Regions from separate parts of the Mus musculus genome. Here region 2 is linked to region 1. The links are chromatin contacts, called in public HiChIP or PLAC-seq maps. All regions are on one chromosome and are shown on one strand. The core of a region is the stretch at or near the end of the contact, and the rest is flanking DNA. Distances in the headings are between cores, read along the strand shown. Region 1 has its middle 28 kb from the start of Gm31015. Region 2 overlaps Plcl2 (phospholipase C-like 2).

Region 1 (5,368 bases), core at 1,816-4,315:
TCTCCTTTCACCAGAGACAGCTGGGCACGTCCTTCATTGCCGACAACTGGAACAAGAATGTAGGGACAGAACCAGCCACACTGTGGACTTGGTGAGCCTCCAGGGAGTTGTGTGTGTGTGTGTGTGTGTGTGTGTGTGTGTGTCTGTGTCTGTGTGTTTCCATCCAGCACAGCTCCTTCCTTCCAGGGGAATCTGACTGGTGCTCAGATAATAGTCTCTAAAATTAAAAGGTACGCAAGTAGTTATACTTTGAGGCTTGAGAGACTGAAAGCCACTGGGGAATTTAGTAAGGCTTCTGTTTGGTCCTTGATCACCTCACCTGTGTAGATGTAAGTCCTGTGAAATCTGCAAGACAAGTAGGGCACAGGATGGGGACTCTGGGTCTTCCTCCAAAGCCGGGCGGGCACTCTCTAGCACATTGGACACACTGGAGATTTGAAGCACTTCAGTGGTGGCCTTTCCTTTGTTTCAGGAATAATGAGTTTATTTATTAACATCTCCCTGTGTGGAGACATTCATTAGAGTTTCTTGATTGTCTTTCTTTTTTCTATTTTTTTTTTTTTTTTTTGCAGGACATGTTATTTGTTTGGGGGATTTTTTGTGTTGTTTTTGTTGTTGTTGTTACTGTTGCTGCTGATGCTGTTAGTTTTAGAATGGGGTCTCATATAGGGTAGACTGGCCTTGAACTCCTTGATCTTCCTGTCTCCACCTTCCAAGTGTTGAAATTAGAGGAATGAGGCCAGGCTTAGCACTCTTGGTTGCTTTTCATTCTTAAAATTAACCTCCATCAAGCTTAGAGGGTCCCTTGCTCTTCCATTGCAGAAGCCTCCCCCGACTCCCTCTGCTAGTCTAGTCCTAGCAGGTTCTATGACTTTGACCTCATGACTCAGGTCACTCCTCTCTGAGAGGTTCTGAGAAAAACCACTATTATCTCAGCAAGGAAGGTGTATTCTCTCACAATCTGGTACTTGGAAAGCAAACGGAGAAAGTGTGATAAACAGTACTTGGCAGAATTTTCCAGTTGCACAAATGTGTCTCAGAAGATAGCGTAGGAAAATTATAGGGAAACGGGGTGAGCCTCCTGTAAGGCTGACTTTGCACAATACAGATTCTCAGAATGGCCCACTGGAAGCTTTGGTCAAACAGCCTTTATCTTGAAGACCTTTCTAACTACTATTAGAAGCTGATAACTGCGTCAAAGAAAATCTTAAGAGTGACGACATTCAGAGGGAAAAAGAAAACTTGGAGAAAGTCCATTCCTACATTTTTACACACTAGGAGATGGTCTGCTGGCCCCACCCCATACAGTTGTTCTCCTTCAAATAATATCTGGTGTGTAGTCCAGGTACCCCTGGCATCTAGATGGGAGGTGCCAGTTATTTGGGCATATTCCACACTTGGTAGCTTGGGTTTTGCTTTGTTGATAGAGTCCTGACTTCCATGGTACTACTCCAGGCCCTCCAGTGGCTTACCCAACCAGGGCCAGCATGCATGTCATCTGAGTTCCTCATCCTGGGCTCCAGCTCCATTTCCCACCCATTCCCAGACACCCCAAAGTTACCTAGAATGATGGACCCTTCCTCAGTCAACATAGTATGTAGGGTGACCAATGAGGGCCACCAAGTTGCCCACCAACCTAGACCTTCAGCTACCAGCTGACAAAGTGTGATCAACACAGATGTGGGTGATGCCACTGAAGAGGACACTTCACTTGGGTTTTCAGGAGCAGCAGGACAGACACTAATAATTACCGCCCACATTTGTCTGTGTGATGGTGGAGCCTGGATGGACAGACTTGACTCCACGGGCAGGAACTGCAAGCTGCAGGCTGTAGGCAGGATCTTTTGTCTTCAGGGAAAGCCTTAACTCTGCCTATGGTGCTTTTGGATCAGGGATACCCAGATCACTGAGGGAACTCACCCCTCTTCCACACCTGGGCAGGTTATTGAATTATCTGTGATTGTTTCCTTACTCACAGTAACACATGAAGCTGGCCACCACAGAGGAACACGTGCTTTGTCTTATTTTCATTAAGAAAGGGTCTCTTGTTTCAAATTCAATATACAGCTGAGAGTGATGTGGAACTCTTGATTCTTCTGCCTGCCCCCTGAGTGTTAGGATTCCATGCCTGTATCAACAGCTTGGGACACCTCTCTTGATTCCCTATGGGGATAGTTCCATACTGAAGAGGCCTCAGTGGTCCCAACTAATTTAATCACAGTATCAAATAGAAAGTGGACAAAAAAATTTTACTGCATGAATCAGGTCACAACAGGATCGTGGATACGGCACAAGATATGAGCTCATCTCTCTGTAGACAGTAGGACCCAGGCAGAGCCCAGGGAGTGTGTGAGCAATTGCTAGGTTTGGGTCTGGGACACACACTATACCTCACCAATTTTATCTAAGCAAAGGAAGTTAACTTGCATCAAGGACCTCATGGAAGGGGAGGATACACGTGAAGAAGTCAGATGCTCTACAGCTGGTGGGAAGTTTGGCAAACAGCTATGAGGAGGGACAGCCAGTCTTCCTTTACAGTCTCCCCTGCCAAAACTCTGCAGCCCCAACCCCAACCCCAACCCCAGCCAAAATGAGAAAAGTGGGAACCAGCAGCTACAACCAGAGTGTACAGGTTGGGGCTGGTGAGGCTTAGACACCAGATTGCTGTCTACAGGCCTTGGGAGGAAGTGTTCTCTTCCCTTGTGATCTCTTGCTCAGCAAACAACTGTGCTAGCCTCCAAGCTTCTAGACCTCAGAAAAAGTTTACTGTGACTGGAGCTGAACCCTTAGTGTACTCTGTCCACAGGAGCTGTCTACAGCTCAGAACATCTTACAGGGATGAGAAAGGAAGACTCCTGAGCCTTTGGGAAACTCATGGGGTCAACCAGCATGGGGTCCTGGGTCAGTCAATTCCAGTGATCCCTGGTCCCTTAGGAACTGAGGGAGTGAGATGCTCTGACACATAGTTTTGCCAAAATATTAACACACATATTATTCCAAAGTATTATGAAGTACTAAGGCAGAAGATGCAGAGATGAGTAAGAAGTTCTTGTATCACTCCCAGGGGCCCACTGTGCCCTGCCAGGATGAACATCCTGCTAACACCAGCTCTTTTTATTGATGCTCTCGAAGTATTCTATTAATCAAGCTATAATAGAGAGAACATCAGATTTGCTGGCTGAGTGCTGAAAAGACAACACAGCCTTCATCATCCCCCCTCCCCTCATTTTATGTCTAGATCCCACAGAACAGCTTCTGGCCAGCAAGGAAGCTAGAATGTAGTTGATTCGTCAGGATAAAAAGAGAATAAAAAACCAGCCAGGAACATCACAAGGGAGCTTAGCCAAGGCTCATTTCTCCAAACAGCTGCCAACCCCTCCAGCTGAATGTAGACTTCATGTTTTTGCCTCCATTTATGGGGAGAAATGTGGGAGAAGGCCAGCTCAGTTTATTACCATTTGATGGTTGCCTCCACTAATATCAAGAGGCTGAGTCCAACCACACTGGCTTTTCCTGGACGCTACGGACTGGTCTGCTCTGCTCAAATATGATACTATTGTAATGGGAACATACCAGCTACCTCATTCTCCAGGAAGTCAACAGTAACAAGGAAAATCACCACTGAGAGGACGAGTTCATTTCCAGATACCCTTATCCAAATGGGCTGGGGCTGTGATGTGTAGTGTGCAGAAAATATGACCTGCTAAGGAAAGTGGACATTTGCTGCCACAAAAAAATGTTTAACTCAAGGCTGCTGAGATGGATCAGCTTACCTTCTAATCTTCCATAGGTCAGGAGATCCTAATCTACCATGTAGCTTTGCACCTAAGAACACAAAAGCTGGAGGTACATCTACCTTAGGCATCTCTCCCCTTCTTTCCTCACTTCTCACCACACAACAAAGTTACAGACCCATAAATAACTGTATGGAAGTTACCTAGAAGCAGAAGAAAGTGAGTATTTGGGAGTCTCCTCTGCCTTTGCTGCCCACAGGAACCCCAAGAGCAATATGGCCGTGGTAACTGTTTATCTGATGTTCAACTGTTTTCGTTCTTCAATGAAATCTTACAGTTTTGTTTCTTGGTTTTCTTTTCTTTTCCTCTTTTCTTTTCTTTGCTTATCTTTCCTTGTCCTCGCCCCTGTCCCTGTCCCCGTCCCCGTCCCCGCTCCTCTCCTCTCCTCTCCTCTCCTCTCCTCTCCTCTCCTCTCCTCTCCTCTCCTCTTCTTTGTAGCCCAGATTAAAGTTCCCACCTCAGCAGGCTGAGCACTGGAACTACAGGCATATACCAACACAATGGAGTCTTTTCTAAGAACATTTTATGACAAATCCTGTCCCACACTTGAGCGAATACCATCATCGAATCATCAAATACAATGGATCCCACCAAGTGTCCTTTCTCATTTGTCTGAGTTCATTTGACCATAGAAGCAAACATTGCTTCTCTGACCTGGACACTTAGAACTCTGCCCTTCCAAGTCTATCCATGGGACAGCCACAGGGTACTTTATAAAACAGAATCAAGCATGTTCTGTCGATTCGGTTCTGTTCTAAGCCTTGCACTTCACTCAGCAAACCTGAAGTGCTCAGTTATGGGGTGGTCTCTGTGTCACAAGAGGAGCTGACTGTGACCCTCTGGGCCTCCTTCTCTGCTGTTTCTGCCACTTGGGCCTCAATGCTGCTCTTCACCAAGCGCCAAAGCCACCCTGCTGCAGGATCTCTGTTCTCACTATTGTTCCTCCCCCTGAAGGTTCCATTTGAAAAGGTGTCACTCTACAAAGCTGACTCCCCCCACACACACATATGACTCCTCCCTTGAAAGAACCCCCCTCATATCTATCCTTGCTACCATCATTTCTTTTAAATTGCCCGCACTTTCTGCAGATGTGGCTTTCCCTCCACTTCCTCCTGCATCTCAGTCTGTTCTCTCTCCTTTTCCTTCCTTTCTTTTTGTAGTAGTTTTTATATATGATTCCCATACCACACAATCTATCCCTTTACAACATACAAACCAATGCCTGGGAAAACATAGTTTTATTCACCCACCACCATGATCAATTACAGAACATTTTTATTCTCTTAAAAAGGGACCTTCTCTTTACTCCTGTCAGTCCTAAGCAACTTACCAGTCTACTTTGTATTTCCGTCATATGCACTTACTCTGCACATTTCATATGCAGCAAGTCATATAACACATGGCTTCTGTTATTTTCTATAAAATTTCTAGCATAATATCTTCAAAGTTCTTTCACATTTTAGCATATTAGCACATTTTTTAAGCCTTCATAACATTGTACTGAATAGACCACATCATCTACCAATTGATGGACATTTGTAACACCTCCATCTTTGGGTTATTATGAATAATAT
Region 2 (5,866 bases), core at 1,245-3,744, 120 kb before region 1:
GAACTAATATTCAAAGAGGTTGAAATGAAATGCTGGCCAATCAAAGTATCAAACATAGCACAGTTTATTTTACATTATAACTGATTTTACATCAGAAAATCTATGAAGGCAACTAATACATCATCAAGTTCAAGGAGAAAAAAAACTACAGACTGTCAGTCACCAGACACTGTTGTGGATGCCAACAAGTGCTTACTGACAGAAGCCTGTTATAGCTGTCTCCTGAGAGGCTTTACGAGTGCCTGACAAATACAGAAGTGGATGCTCACAGCCAACCATTGGACTGAGCACAGGGTCCCCAATGGAGGAGCTAGAGAAAGGACCCAAGGAACTGAAGGGGTTTGAAGCCCCATAGGAGGAACAACAATATGAACCAACCAGTACCCCCAGAGCTCCCAGGGACTAAACCACCAACCAAAGAGCACACATGGTGGGACTCATGGCTCCAGCCGCATATGTAGCAGAGAATGGCCTAGTCAGACATCAATGCAGGGAGAGGCCCTTGGTCCTGTAAAGGCTCTATGCCTCAGTGTAGAGGAATGCCAGGGCCAGGAAGTGGGAGTGGGTGAGTTGGTGAGCAGGGGGGTGGAGGGGGTAGAGGTTTTTCAGAGGGGAATCCAGGAAAGGGTATAACATTTGAAATGTAAATAAAGAAAAATATCAAATAAAAAATAAAATAAATAAAAAAAAGAAATAATGTGAAAAATTTTATACACATTCAGGCCTTAATCTAGCAAAACATCACTGTTTTCTTTGTTCACCACCATCAACTACTCCTCAATGACTCATGAGTCATTTTGTGAGAGTGATAAGAAGAATTCTACTATTGATATCATATAAGCCGATTAACCTCCAAATTAATTTTCTCCCAACAATTTTTAACAATTGAATCCTTACTTAAAAATTTTCATTAGAATTATTTATTACATTTTACATGTGCATGTTTATCCTATATGTATCCTATATGTATGCATACCACATAAACGCTTGGTACCCATGAAGGTCAGAAGTGAGTATCAGATCCCCTGAAACTAAAGTTGCCAATGGTTGTGAACCACTATGTGAGTGATGGAATTCAAACTAAGGTCCTCTGAAACATCAAGGAATGCTCTTCACCTCTGCGCCATCAATCCAGACCAGGAAAGAGATTTTTATAACTAGAAAACTATTCATAGTCAGCAACTAAGTTTTGATTTGAATTTCTTAAGAGGAAAGAGTAAAAAAAACTTTCTGAGGAAAGCCAAGGAGAAAATAATTAAAATCTTGCCAATTACTGAAGTAACATACAGTTTTGTGGCAAACATTTGCACTCATTAACTTAGTTAACAGAGGGATTCATTGAAAGTGGAAGAAAAGAAGGAAACAAAATTCACAACTAGTTGAAAGCACACACTCACACAAACAATACCGATACACGTGTGGCATGCAGGGTGATAAAAGTATTGTGATGGAAAGTAAAACAAGAGATGGGGAGACAAGAGCTGCTCTGAGTGTGTGTGTGTGTGTGTGTGTGTGTGTGTGTGTGTGTGTGTGTATGGCAACTTGGGGAGGAAAGAGTTTATTTTTACTTTATAATTCATCATCAACAAAACATAGTCCATCATCAAAACAGGAAGGGCAGGCAGACAAACCAGAAACCCGGAGGCAGGAACTGAAACTGAGATCCTGGAAAGTGCTGCTTACTGGCTTGCTCCCCATGGCTTGCTCACTCTGCTTTCTGATACAATCTAAGATCACCAGTTCAGGTGGCACTGCCCACAGTGGTCTGAGCCCTCCAACATCAATTATTAATCAAGAAAATATCCCCACAGGCTTGCCTCCAGGCCAATGTGATAGAACAGTGACTCAACTTTCCACATGCTGCAACCTTTAGCACACTTCTTCATGTTGTGGTGACCCCCACCCCAACCATAAAAGTATTTTCTTTCCACTTCATTACTGTAGTTTTGCTGATGTAATGAATTACAATTCATGCAAATATCTGTGGTTTTGGATGCTATTAGGCTAGCCCCGTGAAAGGTTCATTTGAATTCCCCAAAAAGTTGTAACCCATAGGTTGAAAACTGCTGTTGACAGAGGGATTTTTTTTCGATTGAGGTTCACGCTTCAAAGATGACTAACTTGTTCCTAATTAACAACAACCACCACAACAAAGCCCCTAACAACACAACTGATCTCTTGACGACTTGACCTATAACCACACAACTACTAAGCCTTAACCTTTCCTTTCTTGTTTATTCTCTTTGCTACTTCCATTGATATAATACTTAATGTTAATATGGCAACACTAAAAAAGTGTAACTTTAAAATACTCAATCACACAACTATAAACTATAACCTTTCCTTTCTTATTTATTCCCAATTAATACCTAATGTAAATGTCACATTAAAAAGTCTAACTTTAAGGCCGGCACATTGTAGAACATAGTGTGAAATGCACATTGTAAAACACAGGATGTTAATGAATTGCACTGAAAAAGAGAAAATGAGAAATGCACAGTGTAGAACACAATATAAAAAAAAAAAAAGTCTAACTTTGGGCTGGTGAGATGGCTCAGTGGGTAAGAGCACCCGACTGCTCTTCCGAAGGTCCAGAGTTCAAATCCCAGCAACCACATGGTGGCTCACAACCATCTGTAACGAGATCTGACGCTCTCTTCTGAAGACAGCTACAGTGTACTTACATGTAATAAATAAATAAATCTTTAAAAAAAAAAGAAAATTGAAACAAGTATAAAAAAAAGTCTAACTTTAAGAGTCCCATAGTCATTTTTAAAAAATCGCTCTAAAAATCAGAATCTTTAAAATATCTAGAATATTTTTAAAATATTTTTTGAAATTAAAATATGATCACACCTTTTCCCCTCTTCCCCTTCTCCCTCCACACTTTCCAATGTTACCCTCCCCACCCTGGCCAAAGGGTCAGCTGCAGAGCTTCAGGTACACAGAACCAGCTGCTTGGAAAGTCTCTCGGATTCTTCACTGCCCACTCAAACCCATTCCTACACACACACACACACACACACAGACACACACACATACATTCTTGGTTTTATGTAGAAATGTATTCCAACAAGGGCCAATGAAACTAAAAACAAACAAAAGCACTGCACAGTCTTTCACGGGGAATTGCTTTTTCTCAAGGCAGTGGCTTCCACATTGCAGGTCGGTCTCTGTAGATGCCCAGTCCCACTCTAGATGAAATTTAAGACTGAACAGCAAATGGGGGGGGGGGGGCTAGGCTCCATGTATTTCTTTCCAAGGCTTGGTGGGTTTGGGGTGGCAGGAGTTGTTTGTTTGTTTGTTTGTTTGTTTGTTTGTTTTTGGAATGCCTCCTCTTTCTTCTGTAGGCAGTGATCACTGAAATGAAACTGACTATAGTTCTAAATTCCACGTATTATTTTATGGCCTTTTAAAATCCATTAAAGGACAGAAACATTTATCCTACCCAATTATCCAAAAGTGTTATAAAGCCATTAAAGCTTTTAAAAAACAGATCTACACATGATTAATTGTCCAGTGTAAGCAAGGTTCTCTGTTTTGGCAAAAGACTTTCTATAATTCACCACTTAAGCAATGAGTAAAAATACAGTTAACAATGAATTAACACAATTTGGACTGAAAAGTGGTGCTAAATATTATGCAAGACAAGTACATTTTAACATGGAACAACAGAGCATGCATAAACCATTATCTTTCAAACTTACATAATATTTCTATCATGTTATCAAAAGGTACAGTGTAAAACTGTCACTTGTCACCCAAAATTAAATCTCCACATAACACTCACTGGGGAGACTGAAGCTGGAGCATGGCTCTTCAGACTCGCTTTATCTATACTGTCAGTGTTAACAAAGAGGAAACATCTTTAAAACTAAGCAATAATGAGGAGGAAATTAAACCACATGTGAAGAAGTATACCCCAATTTCTAGTCTAAGTATGCAACCCACAGCGATTACAGTACATAGTCAAATAGAGGTTTTGATCTTCCAAATTTCTATGACAGGTGGGGTGCTTCATTTGAATAAGCTAAATGTTTGCAAAATGTCACAACCAGAGAATCTCATGATCAGCATTGTCTGAAGGGCAGGCAGGCATTTTAAGAAAGACTTTTATTGTTCTTTGATATACACACCAACACAGAAAAGCTAAGTGTAATAATTATAACTGATTTGCCCTATGATTCCTGTCTTTGGCTTGGAATCTATAGAGACCAGTCTTTTTAGAAAGAGCCCTCTCAGCTGAGCATGCTTTTAATCCCAGCACTCAGGAGGCAGAGTTCTGAGTTCAAAATCAACCTGGTCTAGAATAAATTTCAGAAAAGCCAGGACTATGCAGAAAAACCCTGTCTCAAAAGCAAGAGAAAAGAGAAGAGAAGAGAAGAGAAGAGAAGAGAAGAGAAGAGAAGAGAAGAGAAGAGAAGAGAAGAGAAGACCTTTGAGTCTCCTCTTAACCTATCTCCAGATCTCAATTTACTAATTTAACCTTTTTTAAAAAATTATATTTATTTATTACTAATTAATTTTTAATGTACCAAAGTAATTAGTGATGTTGAGTTCTAGGAGCCTATTCTTGTTCTGAAAACAAATACCTGCTTTGTAAGACCATATAAAATTCAGCCAGAGGCTTTGCATGGTGGCCCACACCCTTCAACCAAGCTGAGACAGAGACAACACTGTGAGTTCGAGGCCAGACAAGCCAAGGCTATATACATTGTGATACACTGTCTCAAAAAACAAACAAAAGAGTCAAAATTTTCAGGGAAATGCAAATCAAAACAACCCTGAGATTCCACCTCATACCAATCACAATGGCTAAGATCAAGAACTCAGGTGACAGCAGATGCTGGCGAGGATGTGGAGAAAGAGGAAATCTATTCCATTAGTGGTGGGATTGCAAAGCTGGTACAACCACTCTGGAAATCAGTCTGGAGGTTCCTCAGAAAATTGGACATAGTACTTCCTGAGGACCTATCTATACCACTCCTGGGCATATACCAAGAAGATGCTCCAACATGTAATAAGGACTCATGCTCCACTATGTTCATAGCAGCCTTATTTATAGTAGCCATAAGCTGGAAAGAACTGAAGAATGGATACAGAAAATATGGTACATTTACACAATGGAGTACTACTCAGCTATTGAAAACAATGAATTTATGAAATCCGTAGGCAAATGGATGGATCTGGAGGATATCATCTTGAGTGAGGTAACCCAATCACAAAAGAACACACATGATATGCACTCACTGATAAGTGGATATTAGCCCAGAAGCCCAGAAGCTTGGAATACCCAAGATACAATTCACAAACCACATGAAACTCAAGAAGAAGGAAGACCATAGTGTGGATACTTCAATCCATCTTAGAAGGGGGGAACAAAACTCCCATGGGAGGAGCTACAGAGACAAAGTTTGGAGTAGAGACTGAAGAAATGACAATCCAGAGACAGACTCACCTGGGGATCCATCCCATATACAATCACCAAACCCAGACACTGTTGTGGATGCCAACAAGTGCTTGCTGACAGGAGCCCGATATAGCTCTCTCCTGAGAGGCTCTAACAGTGCCTGACAAATACAGAAGTGGATGCTCACAGCCATCCATTGGACTGATTATCGGGTCCCCAATGGAGGAGGTAGAGAAAGGACCCAAGGAGCTGAAGGGGTTTGAAGCCCCATAGGAGGAACAACAATATGAACCAACCGGTACCCTCAGAGCTTCCAGGGACTAAACCACCAACCAAAGAGCACACATGGTGGGACTCATGGCTCCAGGTGCATGTGCAGCAGAGGATAGCCTAGTTGGATATCAATGGGGGGAAAAGGCTCAATGTCCCAGTGTAGAGGAATGCCAGAGCCAGGAA

Evidence for each region. HiChIP or PLAC-seq counts read pairs in DNA pulled down with a chosen protein or histone mark.
Region 2: a BATF HiChIP or PLAC-seq map of CD8 T cells shows a contact between it and region 1, with 9 read pairs. The contact joins two enhancer-like sites. A contact is called at or near these places in 1 of 15 datasets of contacts at CTCF or cohesin (CD8 T cells), 4 of 484 Hi-C or Micro-C datasets (B cells, CD8 T cells, effector CD8 T cells and 1 more) and 2 of 115 datasets of contacts at active chromatin or transcription factors (CD8 T cells and bone marrow-derived macrophages).

What each region holds. Positions count from the first base shown.
Region 1 is chr17:50,449,793-50,455,160 of GRCm38.p6, reverse strand. No RefSeq gene overlaps it. Among named protein-coding and RNA genes, the nearest start is that of Gm31015, 28 kb to the right of the region's middle. Within about 2 kb of position 3,065, at least 15 of the 459 cell types and tissues checked have an H3K27ac peak or open chromatin away from gene starts, as enhancers often do. A contact at or near this core is called in CD8 T cells, where this site is marked.
Region 2 is chr17:50,567,024-50,572,889 of GRCm38.p6, reverse strand. The region is part of intron 1 of Plcl2 (phospholipase C-like 2); the gene reads right to left. Among named protein-coding and RNA genes, the nearest start is that of Plcl2, 60 kb to the right of the region's middle. Within about 2 kb of position 2,494, at least 44 of the 459 cell types and tissues checked have an H3K27ac peak or open chromatin away from gene starts, as enhancers often do. A contact at or near this core is called in CD8 T cells, where this site is marked.